Regions from separate parts of the Mus musculus genome. Here all the other regions are linked to region 2. Evidence: chromatin contacts called from public ChIA-PET, HiChIP or PLAC-seq and promoter capture Hi-C data. All regions are on one chromosome and are shown on one strand. Each heading gives the region's core, a stretch centred on a gene start, on an enhancer-like site or on the middle of the called end of the contact. The rest is flanking DNA. Distances are from core to core; before and after follow the strand shown.

Evidence for each region. Promoter capture Hi-C pulls out the DNA fragments that hold promoters and counts their contacts. ChIA-PET counts read pairs in DNA pulled down with a chosen protein or histone mark. HiChIP or PLAC-seq counts read pairs in DNA pulled down with a chosen protein or histone mark.
Region 1: a contact with region 2 is called in a promoter capture Hi-C map of stem cell-derived epiblast-like cells, with 3 times the contacts expected there. The contact joins the enhancer-like site here to the promoter of Atg5 in region 2. A contact is called at or near these places in 13 of 39 promoter capture datasets (the 3T3-L1 cell line, cranial neural crest, embryonic stem cells and 8 more), 1 of 484 Hi-C or Micro-C datasets (bone marrow-derived macrophages), 7 of 115 datasets of contacts at active chromatin or transcription factors (bone marrow-derived macrophages, embryonic forebrain, embryonic stem cells and 2 more) and 2 of 9 other capture datasets (embryonic stem cells and liver).
Region 3: an RNA polymerase II ChIA-PET map of effector CD8 T cells shows a contact between it and region 2, with 8 read pairs. The contact joins the enhancer-like site here to the promoter of Atg5 in region 2. A contact is called at or near these places in 8 of 39 promoter capture datasets (the 3T3-L1 cell line, embryonic stem cells, liver and 3 more), 8 of 115 datasets of contacts at active chromatin or transcription factors (the 230-238 cell line, CD8 T cells, bone marrow-derived macrophages and 4 more) and 1 of 9 other capture datasets (liver).
Region 4: an H3K4me3 HiChIP or PLAC-seq map of embryonic limb bud shows a contact between it and region 2, with 3 times the contacts expected there. The contact joins the enhancer-like site here to the promoter of Atg5 in region 2. A contact is called at or near these places in 15 of 39 promoter capture datasets (the 3T3-L1 cell line, the C10 cell line, embryonic stem cells and 8 more), 2 of 484 Hi-C or Micro-C datasets (bone marrow-derived macrophages and nephron progenitors), 19 of 115 datasets of contacts at active chromatin or transcription factors (the 230-238 cell line, T-cell acute lymphoblastic leukemia, acute myeloid leukemia and 13 more) and 2 of 9 other capture datasets (adipose tissue and liver).
Region 5: a contact with region 2 is called in an H3K27ac HiChIP or PLAC-seq map of embryonic stem cells, with 7 times the contacts expected there. The contact joins the promoter of Cd24a here to the promoter of Atg5 in region 2. A contact is called at or near these places in 2 of 39 promoter capture datasets (embryonic stem cells and stem cell-derived epiblast-like cells), 4 of 484 Hi-C or Micro-C datasets (all in embryonic stem cells), 12 of 115 datasets of contacts at active chromatin or transcription factors (T-cell acute lymphoblastic leukemia, astrocytes, bone marrow-derived macrophages and 5 more) and 3 of 9 other capture datasets (adipose tissue, embryonic stem cells and liver).
Region 6: a contact with region 2 is called in an H3K4me3 HiChIP or PLAC-seq map of embryonic basal ganglia, with 6 times the contacts expected there. The contact joins the enhancer-like site here to the promoter of Atg5 in region 2. A contact is called at or near these places in 12 of 39 promoter capture datasets (the 3T3-L1 cell line, 3T3-L1-derived adipocytes, the C10 cell line and 7 more), 1 of 484 Hi-C or Micro-C datasets (bone marrow-derived macrophages), 7 of 115 datasets of contacts at active chromatin or transcription factors (acute myeloid leukemia, astrocytes, bone marrow-derived macrophages and 3 more) and 1 of 9 other capture datasets (liver).

The regions. Positions count from the first base shown.
Region 1 is chr10:44,860,634-44,864,899 of GRCm38.p6, reverse strand. No RefSeq gene overlaps it. Among named protein-coding and RNA genes, the nearest start is that of Gm40638, 81 kb to the left of the region's middle. Within about 2 kb of position 2,564, at least 38 of the 459 cell types and tissues checked have an H3K27ac peak or open chromatin away from gene starts, as enhancers often do.
Region 2 is chr10:44,266,751-44,271,109 of GRCm38.p6, reverse strand. It overlaps Atg5 (autophagy related 5), which reads right to left and starts at 2,771. Exons shown (of 8, transcript NM_053069.6): 1 at 2,526-2,771. It overlaps Gm40637 (a long non-coding RNA gene), which reads left to right and starts at 2,908. Exons shown (of 2, transcript XR_871625.2): 1 at 2,908-2,997; 2 at 3,149-3,368.
Region 3 is chr10:44,818,966-44,823,184 of GRCm38.p6, reverse strand. No RefSeq gene overlaps it. Among named protein-coding and RNA genes, the nearest start is that of 4930431F10Rik, 82 kb to the right of the region's middle. Within about 2 kb of position 1,429, at least 13 of the 459 cell types and tissues checked have an H3K27ac peak or open chromatin away from gene starts, as enhancers often do. A contact at or near this core is called in CD8 T cells and effector CD8 T cells, where this site is marked.
Region 4 is chr10:44,985,734-44,990,197 of GRCm38.p6, reverse strand. No RefSeq gene overlaps it. Among named protein-coding and RNA genes, the nearest start is that of Gm40639, 36 kb to the left of the region's middle. Within about 2 kb of position 2,792, at least 17 of the 459 cell types and tissues checked have an H3K27ac peak or open chromatin away from gene starts, as enhancers often do. A contact at or near this core is called in embryonic limb bud, where this site is marked.
Region 5 is chr10:43,577,529-43,581,778 of GRCm38.p6, reverse strand. Cd24a (CD24a antigen) reads right to left here and starts at 2,610. Exons shown (of 2, transcript NM_009846.2): 1 at 2,457-2,610. The coding sequence starts at 2,525.
Region 6 is chr10:44,884,561-44,888,985 of GRCm38.p6, reverse strand. No RefSeq gene overlaps it. Among named protein-coding and RNA genes, the nearest start is that of Gm40638, 57 kb to the left of the region's middle. Within about 2 kb of position 1,500, at least 56 of the 459 cell types and tissues checked have an H3K27ac peak or open chromatin away from gene starts, as enhancers often do. A contact at or near this core is called in astrocytes, embryonic basal ganglia and trophoblast stem cells, where this site is marked.

The DNA of each region.
Region 1 (4,266 bases), core at 1,315-3,814, 590 kb before region 2:
AAGTCTTCCCCTAGAGCCAGGTGGACAGGCTGTGTTTTTAAGCATCAGGAACTCATGTATGATTAGCATGTGTATGTGTGTGTGTGTGTGTGTGTGTGTGTGGTGTGTGTGTGTGTGTGTGTGTGTGTGTGTGTGTGTGTAAGAGAAGGGGATACATCCTATAACGCCAAGGACACAGGGCAGACTGCTTCCTCTCTTGCTTTATTAACAACACTAAATTGAAGCAAATTCAGACAAAGGGACATTAGGCCCCCCCATCACAATGGCCTGCTATCTATTTTATGAGGTAATAGTCCACTGAGGTCCCCAATATTGGTTTCTTATATTCTTATAGCATTGCCTGTGGGATTAGCAAGGGTATAAAGGTCTGAGAGGAAGGCCAACAAACTGCAAGTTTTCAGTCCTGGATTGTCTTCTTAAATCTACTAATTACCTACTGGGTAACTTTAGGAAAACACAACCTGTTAATGGTTAGCCATTTCAGTTTCTCTGCCCATAAAACAAGCCATAAATTATCCACACACTTGCAAAGGCTCTGGAGGAGTAAATGCTCAAGTGAGAGCTATGGTAAAGCTTTAACACAGGTTTCCATAGTTGGAAAGTGGTTTTGACCTTTAGGTAAAGTTAACATGATGTCAGACTTACAGAAAGAGACTCCAGTGAAATTGGTTTTTGAGGTAGTAGTGCATTTCATTTGAGCTGGTCAAAAGGACACACACACACACACACACACACACACACACACACACACACACACTTATATTGTTTTCTTGAGGGAATGAATTGTGTGTAACAAATCCCTGACAGTAAAATATTTCTTCAGGAAAGCAAGATCACCTTGTCTTCCTATTTGTTTATATCTCATCTGTGATAGACATGGTGCCTGTGCCTTTGGGAGATGACAGGGACTCTTCTCCTTGACTGCTAAAAACCTGATGGAGTTTTATGCCTCCCCAGGTCCAAGATTAACCCATTTGAGGCTTTCATCCTGTAAGCACCTCTGATAATTTGCTTTAAGGATGCTTTGAAACCTTCCAGGATTCTGAGATAAATTTGGTTGAAAGAAGATAGTTTTAATTGGGTGTGGTGGCTTATGGCTGTAATCCTAGTACTTGGTAGGCTGAGGCAGGAGGATTTCTGTAAGTTCTAAGCCAGCCTGAACTACAGAAATGCTGTCTACAGACAATACAAAACAAAACAAACAAACAAAGAAAAAAACCAACCCAGATATTGTCTCTATTTTCAAGATTATTTTCTTCTACATTGTTGGGGTTGTGAGAGAGAGTATACGCATGAGTATGGGCAACACCATAGGCCAGCAGCGCTGGATCCCCCAGAGCTGGAGTTACATGCAGTTGTGTGTGACCCACTGTGAATCCTTGGAACTGAACTTGGTTTCTCTGCAAGAGCAGTACACAGTCTTAACTGCCAAGCCAAGCTGCAGCCCCGCAGCTGCTCTCTTGATTTTTGGATTAGAAGCAACTTTGAAGTTCATGAAGGAGTCATATGCAGAGAGCCCACAGGTAAGGATTATAACACTGTCTCCAGGCGCAGTGGATCTTGCTTCGAGGCTGGAGTTTGTGCTTTGGAAGGTGGGGAGGGTTTGTTTAACTCTGTGTCAGGCATAGAAACAAAGAGGGCTACACTTTAGTATGGGAGGACTTGTGCATCTGGAACTACCAAACAGAGTGTGAAAAAGCCATGGGCTTTGGTGACTTTCGGCTTCCTGGGGTTCTAGGTTGAAAACCAGTCACGTAGGAGACGAATAGAGCTGCCCTGGGGGTGAACAGTTCCTTTTCTCCCCGTGAGGTGGTTCTTCTCCTCGAGAACCACGAGACACTGAGTGAGTGCATTCTCTCCTGGAGCCAAATCGTTCCCATTTACTACTCTCTCCTTGGAACCTGGCTCTCTACCTTGGCCATGACCAATGCTCAAAAAGTGTTTGTTGAATAAAGAAATATCGTAAAGCAATCACCTTCTTACCTTCCCCTTTGTTGTCTAATAATTAAAAAAAAATCAATATGCCGCTTGCAGGAGCTTCAGAAAAATGTCTCCACCCAAAAGTTCCCCACAATCCAAATGGGCAAAAAAATTTCCATTTTAATTTTTAAATATCAGAAGAATGGAGTGACCACAGTTTATACATTTCCCTTCTATTCTCCTCAGGGCCTGCGTTGCTCATTTAAATGCAATTTGCTTTATGTTTGGGTCAGTGGCTTAAGTCAGGAGGTTCTTACAGTAACTCAGTACTGTTGAAACCCGAGAACCAGGCAAGCAGCAGCCGGGGATCCGTGCATACAGCTGACCTAGTGAAGTACCAGGCAGCCCCCAAATTTTGGACGCAGATTCTCTGCCTAACATGGAAACAGTTGGCAAACGCCCGAAAAAGCCAGAAGGCCAGTCTCGATGACTAGGGAGACTGTGAACCAGAAAACTTCCGCCTTGGTATTTGAAAACCACACAGTATTTTACAACATTCCTGCCTATTAACTGCTGGGAAGGGCACTACCTTATTGCCTTTTGCATAATGGAACCAATCTTTCCCCTCAGAGGCCCTGTGTTGCTTTGATCCAGTTCAAAGGACAGGGGAATGATGACTAAGGACCTTGGGAACCAGACTGAGGGAATCTTACAGACAGACTCAAGGGTTTGGGGGTGGGGGTTGTTGTTGGTTTTGTTTTGTTTTTTAACTGACGCATCATTTTGATAAACAATCCCTATAGTCTGCGCACTTATCAGATTCCTCACCCAAATATTTGCTATTTATAAAACAATCAAGGAAACAGACTTGTGTTTATTATTCCTAAATCAGCAGCGGTTTGATGAATTAAAAACAGTCTTACTTTTTCCTCTTTCTTCTCCTCCACTAGCCTCCTGTAAAAGTGCCAAGATTATACACCCAACTCTCTCTTTAAACAGTAAAAACAAAAAATAAGAGTGACCTCCATGACCTGTACATTGCCTCTGCAAAGGGTACAGGTTGGGCCAACAGCCAAGCCCCACAAGCACTAGAGGTCGATGTTTGGAACTGATTGGGTCGGAAAGGGATGCAGTCCATGTCTGTTTCCGGTTCACAGAGGCCTCGACGTCACTACATAGTTTGGATGTCTGACTAGCTTCCTGACTTTGAGAGTCTCTTTCTTTAAACACGAGGGACCAACTCTGGAGAGGAAAGAGAAGACAACACGCAAGAGTCTGGCTCCCCTGGCAGCCACTCTCAGGATGGCTCCTCTCGACGAGATTTAAACAGAATGATGTGGATAGTGTTCTGGGAGGAGGACGGAGTGCCCACACGCATGCTCAGAGCCCCTTAGTATGGAAGGCCACAACTAGGCAGCATACGTTTTAGGAAGCCGCCTCTTCATGACATAGTGCTTCAAGTTTAGAAAACCCCTCTGAAGCTAAATCATCTCTACCCTGTGCCAAGATGGATGCATTCCTGTTTTACACACGTGAGACAAACGTAAACACAACTAAATTCCTTTCTAAAGGAGACAAACTGGCCAGATCATCAGGAGAAGGGAACTAAAGAATTGCAGTGGAAAGATAACCATAGCAAGATTCCAGGCCTGCTGGGACTGTCCCTTGCCCAGAGCTGCCCCAAAGCTCAGCATACGTGTGTCTACACTTACGCCTTTGTTGAGTGCTCCTGACTTGGTCTTTCCACTCATAAGTATGCTAATAGGAGGAACGGTAAGCTTTTTCTGCGGTTACAGCTCTTGTTCTGTTGCTCTTCCTCTAGAACCTGCTACCCTGCCTTAAAAACTGCTTTCTGCTCTGCCAAGGTGACTCTACCTTCATATGGTAGGAAAGCTCTTTTTTGGTTTGGCTAAGCATTCCATAGAAATTCCATAGAAAATGGTAGGAGGTACAGCCATGAACCATGAATCTGTCTTCGTGTGTGTGTGTGTGTGTGTGTGTGTGTGTGTGTGTGTGTGTGTGTGCTAGTGTGGTATGTGTGTATGTAGATGCAACTTGCTGACTATAAGGTGCTGTGGATATTTATAAGAAAGAACATATGATGACCAAAGCTCACATTCACTGTTACAAAAAGCTCATGATCCTAAGAAAAACTTCAGCAAATGTGGCAGAGCCTAAGAGGAAGGAGTGCTTTCTACTCACAAAATACAATACAAGCAGCCAGGATGGCACAGTGGCCACAAGGAGGTTTTGAACTCCAGTGAAACTCAAAACCAGATTTAGGGGGCAAGTGGGCGGGGACATGTTTGTGTTGGAGGGGACATGTTTGGGTTGGAGGGGACATGT
Region 2 (4,359 bases), core at 1,522-4,021:
TACACCAAGAACTCAGTTACATCTCTTACTCAAGATAACCAGACACAGTCCTAGAACCCCAGGATGCCCATAAGATGGTATATAAGCAGAGACCAAGAGCAATGCTCTGCTCTGTAATTCTGGAGAGATGCCACTGTGATCTGTTTGGTGGCTGTAGAGTCTCCCCAAGGATGCTGACTGTTCAATCAGAAACTTCTGTTAGAGACTGGACCTGACTTTCAGCTAAGATAGGTGGAACAGGTGAGCAGCTTTGGTGAAGATAGGCTTAGGACCATAGTTAGGAATTTAAATGTGAACCTTGTGTAATGACCCTCAGCGTAATAAAATATAACTTTTGTATACTATGTAATAAAATATAACTTTTGTATACTATGTAATAAAATATAACTTTTGTATACTATGTGTATCTACCTTCTTGCTTGGGACAATCTCTGTGAGTTCAAGGCTAGCCTGGTCAACAAGGCAAGGTCCATGACATCCAGGGCTGTTACACTGAGAAACCTTGTTTCGAGAAACCAATTTGAAAAAAAACAGTAAAAGAGACAGTTAAAAGTAGAGCCAGGTGGTGGTGGTATAGGCTTTTAATCTCAGCTCTGGGAGGCAGAGGCAAGTGGATCTCTGAGTTCAATGCCAGCCTGGTCTATAGAGCAAGTTCCAGAACAGTCAGGAATACACAAAGAAATCCTGTACAGAGACAGAGAGACAAAGAGACGAAGGAGTGAGTTGGGGAGGAAAGAAAAGGAAGGGTGGAAGGAAGGAATCTGAACTTTTAATCCCAGCCCTCAGAAGGCAGAGGCAAGCAGATAGCTATGAGTTCAAGTCCAGCCTGATACAAGGCCACAGAATGAGACCCTGTCTCAAAAAAAAAAAAAAAGTAAAAGTAAAAAATAGATGGTTCAGCAGTAAAGAATTCCGGCTGCACTTGCAGAGCACATGGGTTTGACTCTCAGTCCCACATGGTGGTTCACATCCTTCAGTACCTCTAGTTCTAGCAGACTCCTTGATGGGCACTAGGCATAAATATGATGGGCATATGGATATGCAGGCAAAACCTGGTCACTTTATGATTAAAATGGAAAAAAAAAATAAGTCTTTACAAAGTCCCACAATGACCTTGTCTCATCTCTAAGCACTCCTATTTGCCCCTGGAATTGGCTAGTATGCTCCAATGGCCTTTCCATGTAGCTTAGCCTCACTCACATACCTTTTCTGTGAACAGCACTAGATCTCCCATGCACACCACCACCCCTACCCATTCCATTTCATTGGCTTATCCTTTTTCTAGAACTTTCTATCACCTGGAAAATACTTTTTTCCCCTTGGGACAGGTGCTCACTGTGTCACTCTGATTAGTCTAAAACTCACTATGCAGACCGGGATTAAAGCTGTGTGTGTGTGTTTGTGTGTTCTTTTCGGAGACAAGAGTCTTGCTCTGTAGTACAGGCTGGCCTCCAACCCAAAGCAACCTTCCTTCCTCAGCTTCTCTAGCACAAGGATTAGAAACGTGGGCAATCACAGTTGGGGTTTGTTTTGTTTTCGGGTTATAGTTTGGTTTTGTGCTGCTCAAGATCCAATGCAGGGCCAAAAAATGCTAGGTTGTTTTTGGGCTTTGGAGGATGTTGTCTGTGTGTTGCAAAGAGTACCATGCCCTCTAGGATTGCAGCAAACTCACTAAATAGCCAAGGCTGGCCTTAAACTCCTGATTTTCCTGCCTTCACCCCACCTCCACTGCTGGAATTAAAGGTACAGGCCACAAAACTGGGCTCAAAGTACAATTAAACTTAGTGTAACATTCTCACCTGCCAAGACAACTACCATAAAGCCAATGTTCTTGTTCTCAAATTTCAATTCAAACAATAATTTTAATGAAGTCAGAATATTTGCATCTGACTCAAATACTCGGTATCAAGGACCCAAGATACTTATCAGGTGAATTCTAGAAGGCTTTAGATAGTCAACTGCTCCTGGGGTTCTGACTAGTGAAGACTTGCTATGCTTTCTCAGTGAAAACAATGCTACATGCTTTGGGAGAAAAACCTACATGCCACCCAGATTCTTAGGTTCCTCAAGTTTATATTCTTTGAGAGCAATTTCAACAAAGTAACTAAATAAACGAAAGTGTTCTACTAACAGAAAAATGCATTTGTTAGTATTAAGTACTAAAATTAAACTGAGACTCAAAGAACTGCATCGAAGAGAAACAGTCTGCGTTTAGATAGAATCAAAAAGCACCGAAACAATTACGATTTAAATAAAATGCAAGTCCTTAACTTGAGCTCCAGACTCGATGCTACATTTCCTACCTTAGTAAGGAACTGACATACTAACTACCCAAAGGGACAGCTAGACTGCCCAAGGGCTCCCGGGCCGGTGTCTCGCCAACCCCACCTCCGCCCAGCGGCACCGCCTCCCCCGCCATCCCTCCGGGTGCGCTCTTTACACGGGCCGCTCGCCCGCAGCCCCTGCCCCTGCCCGGTCCCACTCCCGCCCCACACTTCCACGCCCGGGACACACATGAGCCCTACCCGAGGTGCCGGCTCTGCTCCGGCTTCCCGCAGCGCGAAAGCCGCTCGGTCGGGTTCTGTCTGCCGGGATCACACTGTCCTGCAGAGGCGCAGGAGCAGAAGTCCCAGTGCGCGCGCAGCCGCACAGTGCTGCCGCCCGGGTCAGAAAACAGCCCGACGGGCACTTCCGCCCTCGGAACCAGAGTGAACCGCAGCGCCGGGCGCCCACCGTAGGTCCAGTCACCCTCGGCGCCCGGAGATGACGTCACCAAGACCACGTGGCAAGCGCTCCGCCCTCCGAGCGCGGCCCAACCTGGCAAGACCTGAGTTGCTCCTGAGCGTGCGCAGACACACAGGGAGCGCCTGAACTCGGAACGAGTTTGCCGGTTTTCTTCTTGGATGGACAGAACGCAGTCGTTGGTGTTCCCGGTTGTCAGTGTGACAGTTGTGGAAGAACAGAGAAATAAAGGATCCTGAGACATCGGCTGCCGTGGTAGCAGCATTTTTCTCTTCCTCACAAAACAGTATTGTAAAAACCTTACTTTTAAGGGTGGTTGGGATGGTTTAATTTAGTTGGGTTAGAGTCAGGACAGGGGTATCAAGCTGCAAGTCTGGGACTTAACTAGGTATCTCGTGTTCCTCAGTCTCCCAAGTGCTAGAACTGCAGACGTGAGCCACCACACCCGGCTTTCAAGGTAAACCACATTCATTTGCTCGGTAGAACCTCCCCACTCCTGTAGGACCACAGTAGGCATTAGTGGCTGTATTTAACCCCAGTTGGTAAAAGTACCAAAACCTCCCTCACCTCTAAGAGTACCTTTCCTACTCTTATTGCTTTGAAAATAAAACAAAACGTAAAGAGTACTTGATCTGGGTCTTCACTCACCAAACATTTTAACACCCTCCTCCTCGTCCTCCTCCACCTTCTCTTCCTCCTTCTCTTCTCCCCTCTTACTCTTCTCTTTCCTTCCCCCACCCGGAGAGGATGAGGTGTCCAACTAGATCCTAAGAGATGGTAAATGGAGCCCCGGGAGCTGCAGTTACAGGCAGTTGTGAGGCACCCAGTGCAGGCACTGGAAATGATTTTAGTCTTTTGCGAGATCAGTGAGCACAATTAACTCTTAACTACACTGATCTGTAGGTATTTCTCCAGCCTTTTTTTTTCTTTCCTTTCTTCCTCCTTTTTTGGGTTTGAGACAAGCTCTCGTGCAACGCTGACTGACCTCAAACTCTATGTATAATCATGGATACTCTTTAACCCCCATCCTCCGATCTGACCTTGAATTTACCATCCTTCTGCTTCAATTTCTCTACTGGAATTTCTGCCACGACACTTTGCTCTGTCAGCAGCGGCAGAGCCTGGCTAGAGCCATGAATCTAAATAAAGGCAGTGTTACCTGAAGAAACCCAAGAGGGTCTTGTCAGACTTCTGTTGAGGAGAAGCTGGGTTGGCCTTCATAAGGCTCCACCTAATGTAATTTGGTGCCATTCTCTGGTTATCCTGGGTGTGGACCTTGTACCAGTGTCCACGTCCTGGCCAGTACTTAATAAAACTTGCTCCAAATTTGCCTCAAACTTTGTTGTAGTGATCTTGCTCTTGTCCCATGAGTTTGACACCTTTCTTTTGTGAGGTTCCTTGAGCCTTGGAGGAGATGGTGTCCCTTTTATGGCTGAGCATACAATAGTCATTTATTTTCAGTGCTTAGACCAGGTATGATTTCAGCTAGTAACTGATTACTGAGTTTAATATAGTAGAGATTTCTGCTTTGAGTAGGTGGAGTGTGTTGGAATTCTGTCTAAACTCCACCCCCACAGTTCCTGCCAGCAGCCAGGTATGCTCCTCCTCACAGTTACC
Region 3 (4,219 bases), core at 180-2,679, 550 kb before region 2:
TAGGAAAGTGAGAATATTAGCTGTGTTTTGTTGCTCTTAGAAATTTCAGCTATTGGAATGAAAATCTTGTTCCATGTAAAGAGTGGTCAATGAGCTGTCACCTCGTTTAAAGACTGTGCTCAGCAGATCTCTGGAGGCTGGCTTCTGGTATACCTTCTCACAGTAGAAAGCATGCAGGGTGTACTGAGTGGTGGTGTTTCCTTGTGTTTCACTCTGAGAAATTAGCTTACTGTCTGGAGAGTGGCAAGAAAGGAGTAAGTATTCCTGGAAAGAAGCAGCTACACGTGTACTTACCAACTTCTAAACAGAATAGTCTCTATATGAAGGATGAGAAGTGCTTCTGAGCTGTGAGGGCACAAGCCAGAAGCTCCACAGAGGAACTCAGAGACAATTCCTTGTTTCCCATCCTACACTGAACTGTGGCTTTTAACTTTCTAATAAACAATGAAAGTGGGTGTTATAAATGTTGTTTCACTCTGCAGACTAACTGAAACAGAACATTGGGTGCTTCTTTACATATGAACAATAGCAGGTATGAAAATTTTGAGAAATAATATCAAAACTTTAGAGTAACAGGTTTGTTCTGACATGAAAATATGAACACTCTTTTGTGTAGTTTTTGATAAAGAAGTGTTAGGAATTGTTTATTTCATGTTCCAGATAAAATCCAATCCCTCCCCAATTATAATCAATCCAAGTTGAATATCTATTCTGGAATAGATATTAGAGTTCCCCTAAAGAAAAAAAATCGAGGACAAAGATGCAAATTCAAGCATTAGGACAGAGGTCTCCATAATTAAGTACCCTAAAAAAAAATCACTTAACAGTCTAAGTTTTGCTGTTTAGGAATGTTCCAAATAGGTTTCAAAGAGGCTCAGAAGAGCCCCTCGCTCAGCCACAGGCCAGATGAGGAGGAACTTTGCAAGACTCTCCGTGGCAAAAGGATGTTAGCCTTAACCAAGCTAGCCAGACCAACAATAGAAAACCCCAAAGATCAATGATGTTAATAAATGGAGAGACCAGTAAGTTGCCTTCCCACCAATGCTAACCACACCAAAAGTAAGTAAAACCCTAGCTTCTCATAACTGGTTCTTGTTCAGACTGAAGAGTGTGAAGAGCCACTTGCTGTGACCAACGGTAGCTGTGCTGCTCCTTTGTAGAAAGCCATGGTCTTCAAAGAGCTTAGTAAGGGTCTTCACTAAAGAACAAAAAAAAAAAAAAAAAAAAAACATGGGTAAGACTGGTTTCCTTTCAAGTTATGACTCAACTTTGGTCACCACACTTCCACTTGGACCTATTAACATTTGGTGATCAGAATGTCATTCGTTTTAATCGGCTGCCACAGCAAGAGCTTTGCTGCCTCTCAGTCATATAGAAACCCACAAGAATATCTCCTTTTGACTCTGTTCTCCACATCAAACCCACAGTGAAGCTAATGCTGCTGTCTATCTTCTCACAATCTACTAGAAAGTGGCCTGCTTTGCCTTGCTTACTCTGCTAAAGGAGGTAAGCAAGAAACAAAGAGCCTAATGTTACTTATAAATAGAGGGTGCTATTGTAAGCCTGCTTGTAAAATAATAAAGCAATATGCTTTCTCTCTCTCTCCCTCTCTCTCTCTCTCTCTCTCTCTCTCTCTCCCTCCCTCTCTCTCTCTCCCTCTCTCTCCCTCTCTCTCTCCCTCTCTCAATCTCTTTCTCTCTGAACCATGATCCATGTCTCTTGTGAACATAGTGAATAAATCCCTTTCAAGCAAGGGCAGTGTGGAGACCAGTAGAAGCCAGCAGTAGGGTACTCAAGATTGCTTACAGGCTCTGAAACATAGGTGTAGGGTACAAGGAGCTTATCAGAGAACAACCAAGAGTGACAAGGAAAGGAATGGAGGGAGGGAGGAGGAAAAAACAAACAAACAAAAACGAAGATTTTCATTTATCTTTCTTGGAGATCAGAGTATCTCTTCTTTGTTCAGGTGCAGATTTCAAGAAACTAATCTTTAATCCCAGCCCTTAAGATTTCAAGGCTAGCCTGGGCTACTTAGTAAGAGCCTATGTCAAAAAAATGTTGGCTTGGCTTTAAAAGTTTGTTCTTATTAGTGTTGCTATTGTATGATTCTATCAATATAAAACCCATATCTAAGATTCAAGAAGCTCTTCCCACGTGCCAGGCACCATAGCAAACATTAAACGCATTCATTGTCTCCTTTGATTCTCCAATTATCCTTTCCATCAGATAGAAATATTATCTCCAATTAAAATTAGAAGTCCGGGGCATAGAAAATGAAATTATGAGAAGTCAAACTAATAAACAGTGGTTCTGGGACACAACCCTGGGCTCAGTGTGCCCGGAGATCAAGTTATTATCTGCTTCAGGGTGTTTCCCTTAAAAACACTGAGCTGTTTGTGCATTCAGCAAACCTAAATAGCTTAGAGAGTACCCTGAGAGTAGTGATTGTACAATGCTTCTGCTGGCTCTGGGGAATGCCTTCTGTGTTTTAACATCCCCACATGGTTCACTCAAACTTCTAAATTTGAACTAGAACTGCGTAGAACATCAGACCCTGAAAAACAACCCAACTTTTACTGAGTGGTTTCACTCACACCTGTGGTTTTTACTAGTGTCAAATTTCCTCCCAAGTGTTTCTGTCAAGTTTTATCTTGCCCATTTTCCCCAGGGCCAGCCATCCCTGTCAACAGTGACAATCTCCTTGACAAACAGAAGTCAAGGGAGCTATCAGTTTTCATTCACTTTTCTAGCTGGTATAATCCCTGCGTCCTACAGACTGTGTTCCTTCTAAGAATTTCTGGCTCCTCGTATCTAGGGCTCTTGAGATTTGAACTGAGCTGCTTTGGCCAACGATACCTGTTTTCTGGAGCACACTTTCAGGTTAAAAGGATTGCTATAACTCCATTTTCTTGTAGTTTGTGTTATGAGAAGTGTTGTTACACTTCTGTGTGTGTGTGTGTGTGTGTGTGTGTGTGTGTGTGTGTGTGTGTGTGAGAGAGAGAGAGAGAGAGAGAGAGAGAGAGAGAGAGAAAGAGAGAGAGAGAGAGAGACTAAACTTGACTCCAAAGAATCTAGCATGCCCTTGACAAAGAATAGCTCTTGATAGAAAATTTTAAACTTATCTTTTGTTTTTGATACATACTGTTTCTTTACCCTTTCCATTTCTCACATAGGGCTCATCTTTCAGTGGTCTGAGCTAAGTGGAAAAAAGCTTGCTCAATCTCAGAATTCAGTCATTTCTTTTCGGTCATCTATTACTGTTAAATTTGTTAATATTGATGTAGGAGAAATCCACAGGACAGTAAATGCATCCATATAAATGGGCCACCATTAATCTAGCTTTTACAAATGTTAATTGGAGTGGGGTGGGAGCGTGACCAACAAGCATACATTTGTATGTCTGCTTCCTTCGATGTTTTCTTCATTTTCAATCTACCAATTCTCTGTTTTCCTTTTGAACTCTTCAGCATGGTTGAGTCTGGGAAAAGATAGCTTTCCATCTTCTCTTGAAGTTGAGCTGCATTCTAGGTGTTTTATCTTGTTGTCTCGGCAGTACTTTCTCATACTTACTTTCCACTGCCCATCCCCCATTGCCTAGGCATGTCCCTACTGTCACTTATGGCTCCTGTACTGAGAACAGGATATGAATACAGAAAAGAGAAAGTACTTGATAGCAATGACAGGAATGAGTGTACTTAAGACACTCATGGTAATATAGGTCCCATAGCTCCTTGCTGGGGTTAGGCATTCTCTTGGCCAAAGTTGATGTAAGAGAACTAAGTGACTGGAAAAGCGTGGTCCAATGTCTTTTCATCCACCCTAGTTGATGCTGGGGCTTATCCATGATAATATTTAAAACTGGGAATTCATCTTCAAGTTAACTATTAGAATGAATACATATCTTTTTTTGTCTCTTGGTTTCAGTGAGGAAAGACAGAAGTTCTATTTTCTTTTCTGAAGAAGAGAGGACACCCTATCAAGGAATCAGAAGATACACACTCACAAAAACAAGATGGAGCCATGAAAACTTGAGTTTTCTCAAGTGTCAATTTTCTATGTGGAAGACACCATTTTGCTATGGTTAGCTCCTAAATGTGCTGTGAAGATGAACTGAGTTAATACAAACATTTATAAACTTGGAGGCTACATAAAGATCAACTCGTGTTATTACTTTATTTTTTATTAATTCTTCTTGGCCTTTTCTTTAATGTTTGTTTCA
Region 4 (4,464 bases), core at 1,543-4,042, 720 kb before region 2:
CCAACTAAACTGAACCAGACTCTTGGTCATGCAGCATTCAGTCTGGAAAATTTCCTGTCATTACCAGATTATTTTTTCCAATAAATGCAGTTGGAAGGGATAAATAACTCATCATGACTTTAATGCAACAGCTCTCATTGTAGACCTGTACATGTCTTCTGAACACAACGAAACCATGGGCCTACTGAAAGTATTGATTTTCTGCAGGATTATTAATAACCCCATTGTTATGCTTTGTTCTGTGCACAGGTATCCCAATGTGCAGAGCAACTGAGACAAAATAAGCCCCCCTGACTTCATATTTGCCATGTGTGTAACATATACAACTCATCCTGCCTTCTGGACAGGGCATGCTTCTCGGCCCCTCCCTCTCAGCACACTGGAAAAATGGTCTCTTCAGCAGTGTCTGGGTCACTTCTCTTTCTCTTCCAGGAAACACATGTCTCACCTTTCTCGTTCTGACACTTGTGTTTTTCAAAGGCAACACACAGAATTTTAATGTTCACCCTCAAGTATTCATTTAGTTCTCAACAATGGCAGGAAAAGACGAGAGGATACAAGCACTGCTCTCAGCGACGTGGATGAAAGCGATCTTTATTTTTCTCTAATGCTGAATCTAGCTTTGAGCTTCTCTAGTTCCAGCAATATAAAGCCAAGTGTTTGTAGTATGTTTTTGGTGGTTTTTTTCCTCTTTTCTTCTTCTTCTTCTTCTTCTTCTTCTTCTTTTTTTTTTTTTTTTTTTTGATGTGAGCTGGCATCTCTCATGTAAAGATAAAGGCATCAATTAACTATACTACCAAACCTCAAGGATAAAAGCCATTGTTGGAAACAGGGGTTAGGCACGCACATGGTATCAAGTAAAGGCCTGGAAACAGACTGTTGCCAAGGAAAGCAGATGTCTGTCTCCTTTAAGGAGACCAAATTATGTGTATATTGGCTATTGCTAATCTCCAGATTAATTCAACAATGATGGTATTGACAGACTAATTGGAGTTGTTTGCCCTCACTGTCATTATCATTGTCACAATAAAAGTTTAAAATGTTTGATTCAAGTTTTGGTAACAAAATGCCAAAGAGAAGGAGCCATCCCGTAAGAGAGAAGGATAATGTGGAATCCAGGAGTGGAAAAGGGCCGGGCAGACACTAGCCTCTACTGCAAAGTCAGAACGGCAGATGTGGTAGGAGAGGAATTCCCCTCCATCACAGTGAGTAATAACGACTAACTCACAATCATAGGATGCACGAGACAATGATGAATTGTATATTGCAAGCCTATAGAAGACAATCAGAGTGGTCGCTTTTCTTCCTACTGGATTCTACTACCAAAATTGGAACAGAAAAACAAAATTTTCCACTTGTGGTTTGTGCACACTGTTTTTCCTGTTTTCTTGACGAAGTTATAAAGAAGAAAAAGCACAGATGTGCAGGTTCTCTTCTGTCGCATGACTCTGCTTCATCCCTGTCATTACGGTGGCCTTATTGTTCCTTTTATCTTGTGGTGTTTTCAAACTTCCCTGCGCATGTGCGTGCTCTCTCTCTCTCTCTCCCTCCTTATATGTTATTTTTCATGATTTAAGTTTTCCATAGTCCAACAGGTCATGAAAACAGAAGAGATGGTCAGAAGTTCTCCTGAAAGCTCAGGATCACTGGCTTGAAGTAGAATCTGGTTGTTTTTTTGTTTGTTTTTGGTGTTTTGTTTTTTGTTTTTTGTTTTTTTTTTTTGTTTTTTTTTTGTTTTTTTTTTTTTTTGTTTTTTTGAGACAGGGTTTCTCTGTGTAGCCCTGGCTGTCCTGGAATTCACTCTGTAGACCAGACTGGCCTCGAACTCAGAAATTTGCCTGCCTCTGCCTCCCAAGTGCTGGGATTAAAGGTGTGTGCCACCACTGCCTGGCAGAATCTGGTTTGATTAGCATCAGAACGCCTTGACCAACCCCACTCCCAAGTAGTTAAAGAATGGGCATCCTAACAGTTAGATTGGCCAGTTGAGCCATTTGAACTAAAGTATGGTTTGTTGTTGCTTCCTTTCTGTGTATCCATTCTGCTGGGAAACTCTTGCTCACCTATCTGCTTGACTCTAAGCCCTTTCCACTTTTAAAACAGAATACTTTCATCCAGTCTCAGGAAGTCTCCACAGGTTCTTAGCTCCTGGGGGGGCGTTGGGGGTCGGGGGAATGAAGTCCAACGTCCTAGCCTTTGCTTTACCATCCAAGGCTGTGTCTACAAGATACCAAACACCTACATGGTTCCAGATTTTGGTTATTGGGCTGCCTGATGCCAAACATCTGGATAGTTGAAAACATCAGGGTGCTTGGCATCCGGCAGACAAAACATCTGGACGGCTGCTTGAGTTTTTCACTTTTTAACTGGATGTTTGGTGTCATGTAGACACAAGCTGAGGCTCTGACTTCATCCCTATAACAGCCCCCAGGCTGCCAGGCTGGCTCCAGATTCCCTTTATTGCAACTGACATTTTTACAAGAAAACTTTGTATTCTGCACGAGGCCTGTTGTGCTCCTGCTCAGAAACAGATTCGTTACTCAGAAGAGAAAAAAGGGAAAAAAAGCAAAAAAAAAAAAAAAAAAAAAAGCAAAACAAAACAGCTCAACTGACCTTCAAAGGCTGCATGCTCGAGCAACAGTTGGTGGGAGCTGGAGAATCTCAGAGTCACTACTTGATCTGCGAGCCCAATTACTATACTACCTTAGCAAGAGGGGGTGGCTCAGGAGAGAGGGACTCCAGACCCATTCTAACAATGTCCAACGTGAGTCACATTTCAGTCACAGAAGATTGCTGCCAGGCTGTCAAAGGTGCTGCTTCCTACGTGACTGGTTGCAGCTGAATGACACATTCCAGAAGAGAAGCCAGACTCCCTAAATGAGACGAGAGGAGTCATTTAGGAAGCACTCTTCACTCCAGAGCTTCTGAATAAGACCATACAACTAAGATGATCAATTTTGCCTAATTCAAGCAAGAGTCTTGTAGTCAAATGAAGGCTTATGGCTCACAGCACCTTGGCACAGTGGTTCTAATGATGAGAGTAAATTATCAACAGCTATTTATTGACCACCTTCTGTGTAGCTGTCATGAGCTGTCTGGCTTCACATCCCTTCTCATCCCTGCTCTTGCCAGGTGCACCTATTAGCCTCAGATGAGCTCATGCCTGCCTACTCACCGTGAGCAGCTCTACTTTAAGGCACGGAAGGCCCCCCAGCCTTCGAAAGTTCTTGGAACACGTTCAAACCATACTCTCTCCTCTAAGCCTTCCATGCCTGGCATAAAAGATCCTTTGCCTGGATCTTCACTCCTTGGCTTGCAATTTTAGTCTCTACCAGGTCTATCATCATTGGCTTGCTCATTTTGGAGACTAGATTCTTATCTCTGGTCTCAGACCTCCCCAACATTGGATGATGCTTATTAGCTATCGGAATTACAGAATCTGCTTCTTCCTTCCTTTCTTTAATAGCAGCAACTTGCTGAGTGCAGGCAGGAGCTAGCACAATTTAACCTTTTGGTAGTGGGGGCTTGAACCTCATGCATGTTAGGCATGCGTTCTGCTGCTGAGTTATACCTGCAGCTAGAGGTGACTTTTTAAATATCTTATTTAATCTTCTCATGAAGCTGCTAGTGAGGTTGATGTAATAAACCACTCTTTGATAAATTTGGAATAACTGAGCAGTTTGTCCATCCTCCCAAGAGAGAGATGAACAGAGTCAGAATCAGAAGGGAAAGCCTGGGATTTATTTGGAGCTTAGCTTAGCTTTGTATTGCCTCAGTCTGCCCTCTAGACTTGAACTCTTGCTTGTTTCATTCACAGGACATCTCCATCTAAAGCCCTTTGAATTGTCTTTACTGGACTAACTCTGTTTGACCCTGTGCCTGGCATTAATTACTCTTTCCTTTATTAGGTAACGTGTCTTGAGAGGCACTGTGCTTTGTTCTGAGAATAAAATGGAAACAAAATAAAACCCAGGTTCTCCCTTCATTGGAAGACTGGCTCAATGCCTACTGGAAGAAACGGACACAGAAAAAGGCAATTTTGACAGTGTAATAAGTCCAATAACATGAGTTCCTACTGGCCAAACTCCTTCTCCTGAGCCCTTTGGAGTTTATGACTGTTGCCCATCTAGTCTCCACTTTCTTTTTCTCATTTAACTTTAATCCTCTCTGGGAGGTTACATCATTGCCCTGAACTAAAGGCCGATAGAAAGGTAGAAGGTCAGCAGGCTCTGGGGACAATGTAGACTAGAGTTCTACCTCCAGAGACCTGGGACTCAGAAGCTCAGTTTACTACTATGGAGCTCTGGGCTTCCTTCGAAGCCTGGGAGGGAAGAACTCTAGAGTTCAACCAATGAGTTAGTTGTTCCCTCGACTTTTTCAAGAGTAATTCCCAGGGACTCTGAGGGTTTGGTGAGTAGGCTGGGGTTCCTAAGTTCCAATCCTCTCTGTCTTCTACCTATTGTAGTG
Region 5 (4,250 bases), core at 1,361-3,860, 690 kb after region 2:
AAACCATATGGTGGTGGCTTACAACCATCTATTATGAGATTTGATTCCTGGAAAGAGAGAGAGAGAGAGAGAGAGAGAGAGAGAGAGAGAGAGAGAGAGAGAGAGAAGAAAATTTGGGTGTGGCCAAGAATTGTGGCATACACCTTTAATCTTGGCACTCAGGAGGAAGCAGAGGCAGGCAGGTCTCTCTAAATTCTAGTCAACAACAACAACAAAAACCCAGCCCAGTCAGCAGTTCATAGTGGGGCTTATCTCAAAACCAATCAAAACAGGGGGAGGGAGGCGTAGGGGCCGTGTGTCTGCATGGTGACTTGCGTGGTGACTGAGATCTAAGAGTTTGCTGGACCACACAGCCTGGCCTGATATGCTGAGTCTCTGGCTTCACACAGCCTGCTTTAAGGAAGTATCTTAACATTTAAAACTGAAAAGGACATTGGGTATCCTATCTGCTCATTTGAAATCTTGAAATTATAACCCTTCCCAAAACCTGAAAAAAAAAATGTCTCAAATTGAAAACTGGGAGCTGGCCACCCTAGGGATGTCGCTCAGGGGCCAGGCTTCACTGCCAGCGCCAGAGGTTAGCAGCAACAGTGATTAATTTAATCTGCATTTCAAATAAATATCGGAGACTCCTTGCTCTGCGGCAGAAGGATTTCAGTTAAAACATCCTCCCTTTCACATAAGGCGGGGTTTGGAGTTAAATTTCACCAGCTCATTGCCTGGTGACTGACTAGACGCTGTGACCGAAACCAAGGCTTTCCCTGTGTCCCAGCAACCTAGTGGCACATTCACCGCTGCTTTTGCAAGCCGTGAAATGCACAGTCCGGCGAGGCACGTGATACTCTCCTTTGTCATGGAACAAAGGCTGATCCGAGTTTTTAGCCCTCACTGAAAGGAGGGTTTGCCAGGGCTTGCTAGAGCTTCCGATTACAAGCAAGAGAGAGGGCGACGTGGCACCCAGCAAAGAATCTAGCCACACGTACTTTCGGCGGCCCCTTGATAAGCCCTCCCACATCAGCACCTTTTGTTCTACAGGCGTAAGGTCATTAACCAAATATTGACTGAAGAAATGTGCAAATTGTGTCCAAAGTAGATTAGCCACACCTGATCCAGTCAATTATACTTACTGGGTGCCTACTGTGTGTAAGAGAGCTTGTCCTATCGGGAAGTGGCATTCACACAAAAAGGAAAACATTAATATGCTAAGTTGTTTAAAACAGGGAGCCTGTCTTAGGGGTACCGGAAAGTAACCGCTCTTCATTTATACAAAGAGCTTTTAGTACAGCAGGTGACAAAAAAACTAAATAATAATAATAATGATGATGAAAAAGGAGCCCAATGTTCAGTCTGAGTCTAGAGGTCCTCTCTAACACCATCAACAAAATTTTACGTTAATTATTAAATTGGCATTAAACAGTTTTTCTCCACCAATCTCCCTTGATTTGTTTAACCAACACCTCCCTCTCAACATTTCGGGGGGGGGGGGCGCCCTGGGGAGAAGGGAATCTGAGTGAGACCAACCAGTTTCACGATGCCCAGCCCCTCCTAGATGGGGGATCGGGTGAACTGAGAAAGGCCCCGGGGCACAGTCAACCCGCAGCGAGAAGACAATGGGGTATAGTTACCCTGCCTGAGAAGGGGAAGACGAAGCGCGCCTCAAGCTCTTGGGCTGCTCTCCCAGGTGAGCCCGGACCCTGGATCTCTAGGGACCAAAAATCCGGCGCTCCCAACTTTTCAGGGGCAAAAAGCCCTAGGGACATCCCTAAGCGAACCAACCGCAGTGAAAAGCTACAGTCGGATTCTCTGAGTCCCGTCCCAGTCTCTCAGGCTCAGCTCCAGGTCTCATTCTGGGCGCGGCGCCTTCACCCTAACGCAGCTAGAGCAGCGCCACCCATGGCGTTGGGGGGCAAGATCTGTACCCGGGACAAATCTAAGAGAGGAAGCGTCTGTGGACTAGGACAAAGCCTGACGGAGAATCGGGACACTACAGTCCTGCCCTCCGTCTCTATAATGCCCGGGGATTCTAGGTTGGGATGGGGCTCCTAAGGTGGCCAGGGATGGAGGTGTGGGGTCGCACCGCGAGAGTTTGTGCAGTCGGGAGGTCCCTAACTAAGCTTCAAGACCTGTGGGAGATAAAGCCACAACCAGGGCTTCCTGGGTGATCTCCAAACCAGTTTGGACGGTGGAGGATGGGCGTGTGCCACGCTCCCCCGAAGGGGACCGTTCCCTCTCTTTGTGTGGTTCGCAGGGAGCGCGAAGACCTTCCGTGAGAAGGGAAGGGGGCGCTCTCTCGAGGGAATCCACACCACGAGTTCCCCAAGTCAGTTACACAAAATTCTCCCCCTACCCCAGTGCCTGGCCGGAGGCAAAGACTTTGCCCCTCCTACGCGCGCGCGAACACACACACACAAGCCCCAGGACGCGTCTCCAGTGCCCAATCGAGAACAGGGTCTCACCTGCGTGGGTAGGAGCAGTGCCAGAAGCAGCAACCCCAGCCCTAGCCTGGCCACCATCGCTCTGCCCATGTCCGCTCCGTCGGCGCGCGGCGCGACTCTCTAGATGTTCGGTAAGTGGAGATCTGCTAAGCTCGCGCGGGCGCAGGCAAGGTGGGGAGCGCGGCCGGCCGGCGGGACCTTATATACCGGGACAGCCACAATAGCCGTGACGTGCGGCGCCCGCCCACCCGTGCTCTCCTCCTCCCCCGCCGCCTCCCCGCCCCCACCCCCACCCTCCTGTGCGGCTCTCACGGCCCCTCCCCCGCCGCCTGCACCGGCCCGGGGTGACTTGGGATGTCCCGGGGCGGCCAGCGCGGCAGGTGGGCGGGCGCCCCGGGCTCTGGCACAGCTAGGGTTTCCCCGGGCAGGCTGCATGCACAGGCGCAGGCGACTCCCACACGGGACCTGGGGCGAGCACACGAACCACACACGCCGGCCGGCCCAAGTTTCCTTTGTTTCCCCGGCCCTGCCATCTTACCCCCCAACACGAAAAGTCGAAGCCGCGGGCGCCGCGCAGACTGCGCGGAGCTCAGGGCTGGTTTTTGTCAAGTGCCGGCTGCAAGGGGGAACGGGACAGGCTTGGCAGGTCCCCGGGCCGTGGTGCGCGGGGTTGGCGAGGAGGAGACCGGGCGTCGCCACGCACTGTCCCTTGGCGGCTGCACGGCAGGGATCGCCAGGATCCCGGGCCCCAGCCGTGAGTATGCTCGGCTGGGCGGCCGCCCCTGGCTGCTTGCTTTGTGTTTTGAGTTCCTCTAGTGCTGCATCAAGCATCGCGCACCCGGCCATACCCGGGAGCATCCAACCGGACCTAGGCAACAGCCAGCTGCGCTCGGCCACGGGGCGGGACATTGCGAGGGACTGGGTTTCGGTCCCAGTATTCTCCACGTTTCTGGGGACGTGCTTGTTCTGCCTCTGTGGCACAGTACTTGCTCAGCGTTCGAACGCTTTCTTATTCAAGCCATTTCCACCCATAGTTGCCTTTAAGTAATTTGACAAACCGATTCAGAAAGATTAGTCATCCGTCTGTACATTTTAGTGGAATCTTTCTTTCGACCTTCTTTTGTGAAAACTTCAAAGCAAACTTTAAAACAACTTAGTGGTAGAATATTTTCTAATCTTTAATCACAGGGTTTAGGACCTTCCTATTTAAAGTTTAGCCCACGTGTTTTACAGACCTTAAAGCAAAACAAAGCAAACCTAGCAACGGTGGAAATTTGTTTAAATTTCAATTTTTGCAGAACAGCCTCGTAAAAACAAAGTTTTATGGCAGCAAGCTGACAATGGACTCCACAGTCGTTGGTTTGTGGCTGCCTGAGCCTTACCAAGTCAGCCACAACCGCTCAGTAACTTTCCACGTGTGAGGTGTGCTTGGGCGCACAGGAATTTTTGTATAGCGCCAGTGAACTTTCTGTTTAACAGTTAGCACACTGTATAGAAAGGTCGTTCTGTGCCCAGCAACGGCGGCGCTCCTCTCCCAGGGTGGCGCAAGGACTGACTCAATAGCGCCTAACCCCAAGGGCGCCGTCTTCAGAGTTTCTTCAGGACAACAGGCTATGGGGCTACTCCTGGAGTTATTCCTGGCTTCCATTTGGTTTGGGGGTTTTGTTTTGTTTTGTGCCCTAGGCTTGTTTTTTCTGCCCCTCAGTTCTCCATTCTTGCCCCTCCTTCCTCCAACTTGATCTCTCTCCCCTCCCTCTCGGTATTAGTTTAAGGAAATGTGTTGGTGCCGTAGTTAACAACACAGCCTCTGGAGCC
Region 6 (4,425 bases), core at 251-2,750, 620 kb before region 2:
CACACACACACACACACACACACACACACACACGCATTGACATGAGTATGTCTCCTTTCAACCTGAATCATATTTGCAGCAACTTAGTTTTATTTTACTTTTAAGGGCCCTACTGAAATATTTTTGAGATAACTAAAATGAAGAGAATTCTAATATAATCTAAGTTTCTTATACTAGTTTCAACTTATACAGCAAAGGCAATCTTTCATTTCTTTATGGTTGCTTAGCTCCCCCATGGATAGTTTAGATGTACTGTATATCAGCAAGAGCTTTGGTTTTTGGCGTTGACAGAGAGGAGGACAAAGCACTATTTTCAAAAACGTGATTCAGTCAAAATTTGCAGTGCTTTGTTCACTTCCTAAAGACACCCTCACTTAGGAAATGTGTATCAAGAAACACAGTTATGTTAAGACTTTGAAAGTGTAGACACAAAGAAAGAATATTTAGTGAAACTGGAATTTTCTCTGCGAGGAAACCCAACAGAATGGATGAGAAGACCTGAAGGGTTCTTGAAAACAGAGCAAGAGAATCTTCCAAAGTAGAGGAAAGACTTTCAGAACATTCCCACTTGGGCCTTTACCCACTGTGATGAACGAGCTATCTGCTTAAGAGAAATGCTGTGGCCATCAAGTCCATTGGATGCTCCTGACAATTAGATGTCTGTCTCCATTTGAACTACTCTACTATTTTTTTTTTCCAAACAAAAAACTCTGACATCTTATTCTGCTCATTGGTGCAGGATTAAATTAAGGGGAAGATTTCCTTCTGGTCATCTTCCCTTACTTGACAGCTGCTCCCCTGACTTGGGACCACTGATGAGCAATTGATGATTTTTAATAAGAATCCACCAAATCAAGTGTTTTTTTTTTTAAGTTTCCTAAATGACTATCCTTATTTTCAAAGTAATCAGTGTTACCTGGACTTTATACTTTTCTGAGGCCTCCATGTGCGCTGAGATTATCAAAAGGAGGAGAAAGATGGACACAGAAGCTCAAGAAGAATCATTTCCCATTTCCAAGAGTGGTTAGGAGAGGAGGAAGTAGATCCTATGGGCCAATGTAGCCCATAATAGAAAGGGTTAGGTTTGGGTTATGGTTATGACACTGCCTAGAATAGAAAGCTATTTGTGGGCGGGTTGTTTGTGATATATCATCTTCCCTACCCACCTGAGAATGAATGATGCACATCAGCTACCAAATTCCATTACACACGCAAAACTCAGCTTTTCTCTGCCCTTTCTTCTCTTTCTTGCTACCAATACCCCAAAGCCAGGACTCAAGGCTTCTAGACACCACCAGATGAGTCAAGGTACTGCGGCCCAGACAAAGTAAGCATTGGCTCTGTCACCACACAGACACGAAGGCATCCGAGAAACCACAGCCCTCTGGCTCCCCTGCCCCTGCCTTCTTAATCAAACTGATGCAGAGGGTGTGTACAGAACTCATTCAGGGCGCACAAAAAGCACGCTGTTAAAATGCCTCGCAGCAGTTGGCCTGCAGAAAGGCCCATTGAGCTGTGATTCACTGAGGAAAAGGAAGGGTCCGAGGGCAGCCAATCAAAGCCTGACCCGAGAAGCTTGGCTCTTACAGGAAGCAGCCTAATTATGTTACTGTAATCCCCGGGTTTGCATTTTTCAGCCACCTCACAGACTTCAATGATTATGTAATTACGGAAAACTTCACAACAAACACGGAGATTCCTTCTGGAGGCCACATTGGAGACTGAAATGTGCATTAGAGTGTGGGAGGAACGCACACAGCTCACAAAGGGGAGAGCAAAGAGATTTATTGAACTTAAAAGGCCACATTTTAAAAGGGCCTCTACCAGACCTCCCTTTTCGTGTGCACATTTTTTGCACCTGCAACTGTTTGTGGGCTCGAGAGCAATAGCCCTCCCCCCTTTTCCCAAGAGACCACACTTTAATGCCTTGGCCCCAAATGTGTCATTTTCCTGCCAGGGGGGGAGAAATCAAAAGAAACCAAGTTTTTAGAACTTTGCTGTAAAGAAAATAATAGTTCTGAGAAGGATTGGAGCCACATTTTCAGGTTAGACACAGTTGTTAGAGAGATGTCAGAAGAGAAAACCTCCCTCTTCACTTTCCTTCCCGACTCTAAGTTCTGTGTTTCCATGGGTTCTGGGTGACATCTGTAGCATCCATTTTAGTGTGGGCTGCAGCAGGCTTTTGACTCTGAAGCATGTAACTGAACTCAGACCACAATGTTCAAAGTCAAGACAGCAAATGGACCTTTCTGATTCTTCCCAGAGAAGATGCCATATAAATTATTTCCATTAAAACAAACCTTTGATACCATAAGTGAATTGTGGAATTTTGGTAATGATGCTCATGAATGAAGTGCTGACAACTGGTCTTGCTTTAGATGGTGTTTGTGGGTAGGGCCCGGGTGAGAGCAGGGATCAAAACTCAGTTTTGGCCATCGATCCACTTCCTCCCTCCCCCACCACCCACCTCATATATTGAGATGAAAGTTAGGGCACAAAGTCTCGTTTAAATCATTATGAACTGTTGCATTCAAAGAGGCATCTGTGAACTTTTATAAGATTGGCCACGATTTGCCCAATTATTTCTCCATTCTCTATACACAGAATAGAAAGTTCCAGATCAAGGGTCACAATTGAAACAAAAATCCTCATGTACATATGAGCTAGAATGCATTACTAAATAAAAAATACAACAGAGCCCTTCCATGCATATAATAGCAAAAGCATGAACTTGATCAAATAGATGAGAGGAACAGATGTAGTAGGTCAAGTATACTTAGCTTGCGTTGGTATAACATGGAAGATACTGAAGATCTTCCCCATGGAATGAATCTTCAACCTTAAAGACATAGGATTCTCATACATCTTGTAAAATGCTAGTGAGTCACACAGTCAGATAGCTGGAGGCTCTTAGAAATAAGATCTATTCATCTCACTGGAGAGAAATAAATTATTGTCTCAGAGAAAGAGTTCTTTTGCTTTTCATTACATGGCTCAATCCAGTTTTGAAACAGGTTTAGGTACCATGGAACACACCTAATATATTCTTTAGTTCAGCTTCTTATGGGAAAAATGAAGGAGGGCATTTGAAGCAATGGACGGGACTGTGTACAGGGGGAAACAGAAAGGCTCGGAGAGCACACACAATGTTTTGGGGATCAGAGAAGTGGGAGGAGAGGAGATTGTAGAGACTCAGGAGAGCATTGGGGGCTATAGGCTTGAGCAACTCAGTGGGGATTGAGGGCTCCCTTGAACATATGGCCTGCCTGACCTGCCTGGGGTCAAAAGGAAGCCTATCTTGAAAACACAATGGGGGAGCTTAGAGTTAAAGAAAGCAAGGGCAGGGCTCCTGGGAGGATTTCTCTTTACATGAGTAGGTTACCCAAGGAAATCTTCTAGGCCTATGCTCCTGAATAAAACACTTCTTCCTCCTCTGAGCGTACAATGGAGAAAAGGGCCAAGAATCTTGGGCAGCAGTGAATCCACTAGGAGGAAGCTTCTGGAGGGACTCATACCCTTGGAGCTAGAGTGGAGATTCAAAGATGTCCACTATTAGTTCTGTCTAGGCTCCAAGTACAGATAGCCAGAGGCATCCCAACACATCTCACCTGAGGAGGCTTGCTCTGTGGAGACATCCCAACACATCCCACCTGAGGAGGCTTGCTCTGTGGAGACATCCCAACATATCTCACCTGAGGAAGCCTGCTCTATGCATGGATTTCTTCTCTCCTAACTTGAAAAAAACAATAGGAATGGATAAAGGAGCTGTGGCCTAGAGTTCTGATGACAGAAAAACAGTTTATTTAGTTTTACCAAGGGGAAGAACAGGTCTTTTCTTCCTTCCTTCCTTCCTTCCTTCCTTCCTTCCTTCCTTCCTTCCTTCCTTCCTTTCTTTTCTATTCTTCCTCCTCCTCCCCTTCCTCTCCCTTCTCCCCCTTCTCTTTATTATTCAATTTTTGACCAAAATATTATTTGGATTTTTCCACTTCAGCTTTTCAGTAGTTTACGACGCCTTTCCAGCAGGCCTCCCTCCTAGAAGATGGCTGTTCCTAAAGTGCCCCCATTCCACAGTTCCACTTCTGCTGCTGGAAAGCAGAGCACATGGTGACCCTAGGAGACCTGTATCAACTTTTCCATGGACAGCCTCTTCTTGAATTCTTGAATACACAAATAAATGTGGAGCCTTAGTTTTTTACTTCCCACCCACATGGAAAGTGTATCGAAAGCTGCTCCTCCATAGGCCGGCTGGAAAAGGAGCAACAGGATCGCTAGACAGGATATGGTGTCAGATCGATGTCATCCTATTGCTGCAGACGGTTTGACCTGTTTGGGTCGTTTCTCCCTCACTTTCTCCCAGCACTATAGGGCTTTAGGATTCAGGATTCTTTGAGCAGTATCGCCCTTGCAAGGTCCACCGCTGACTTA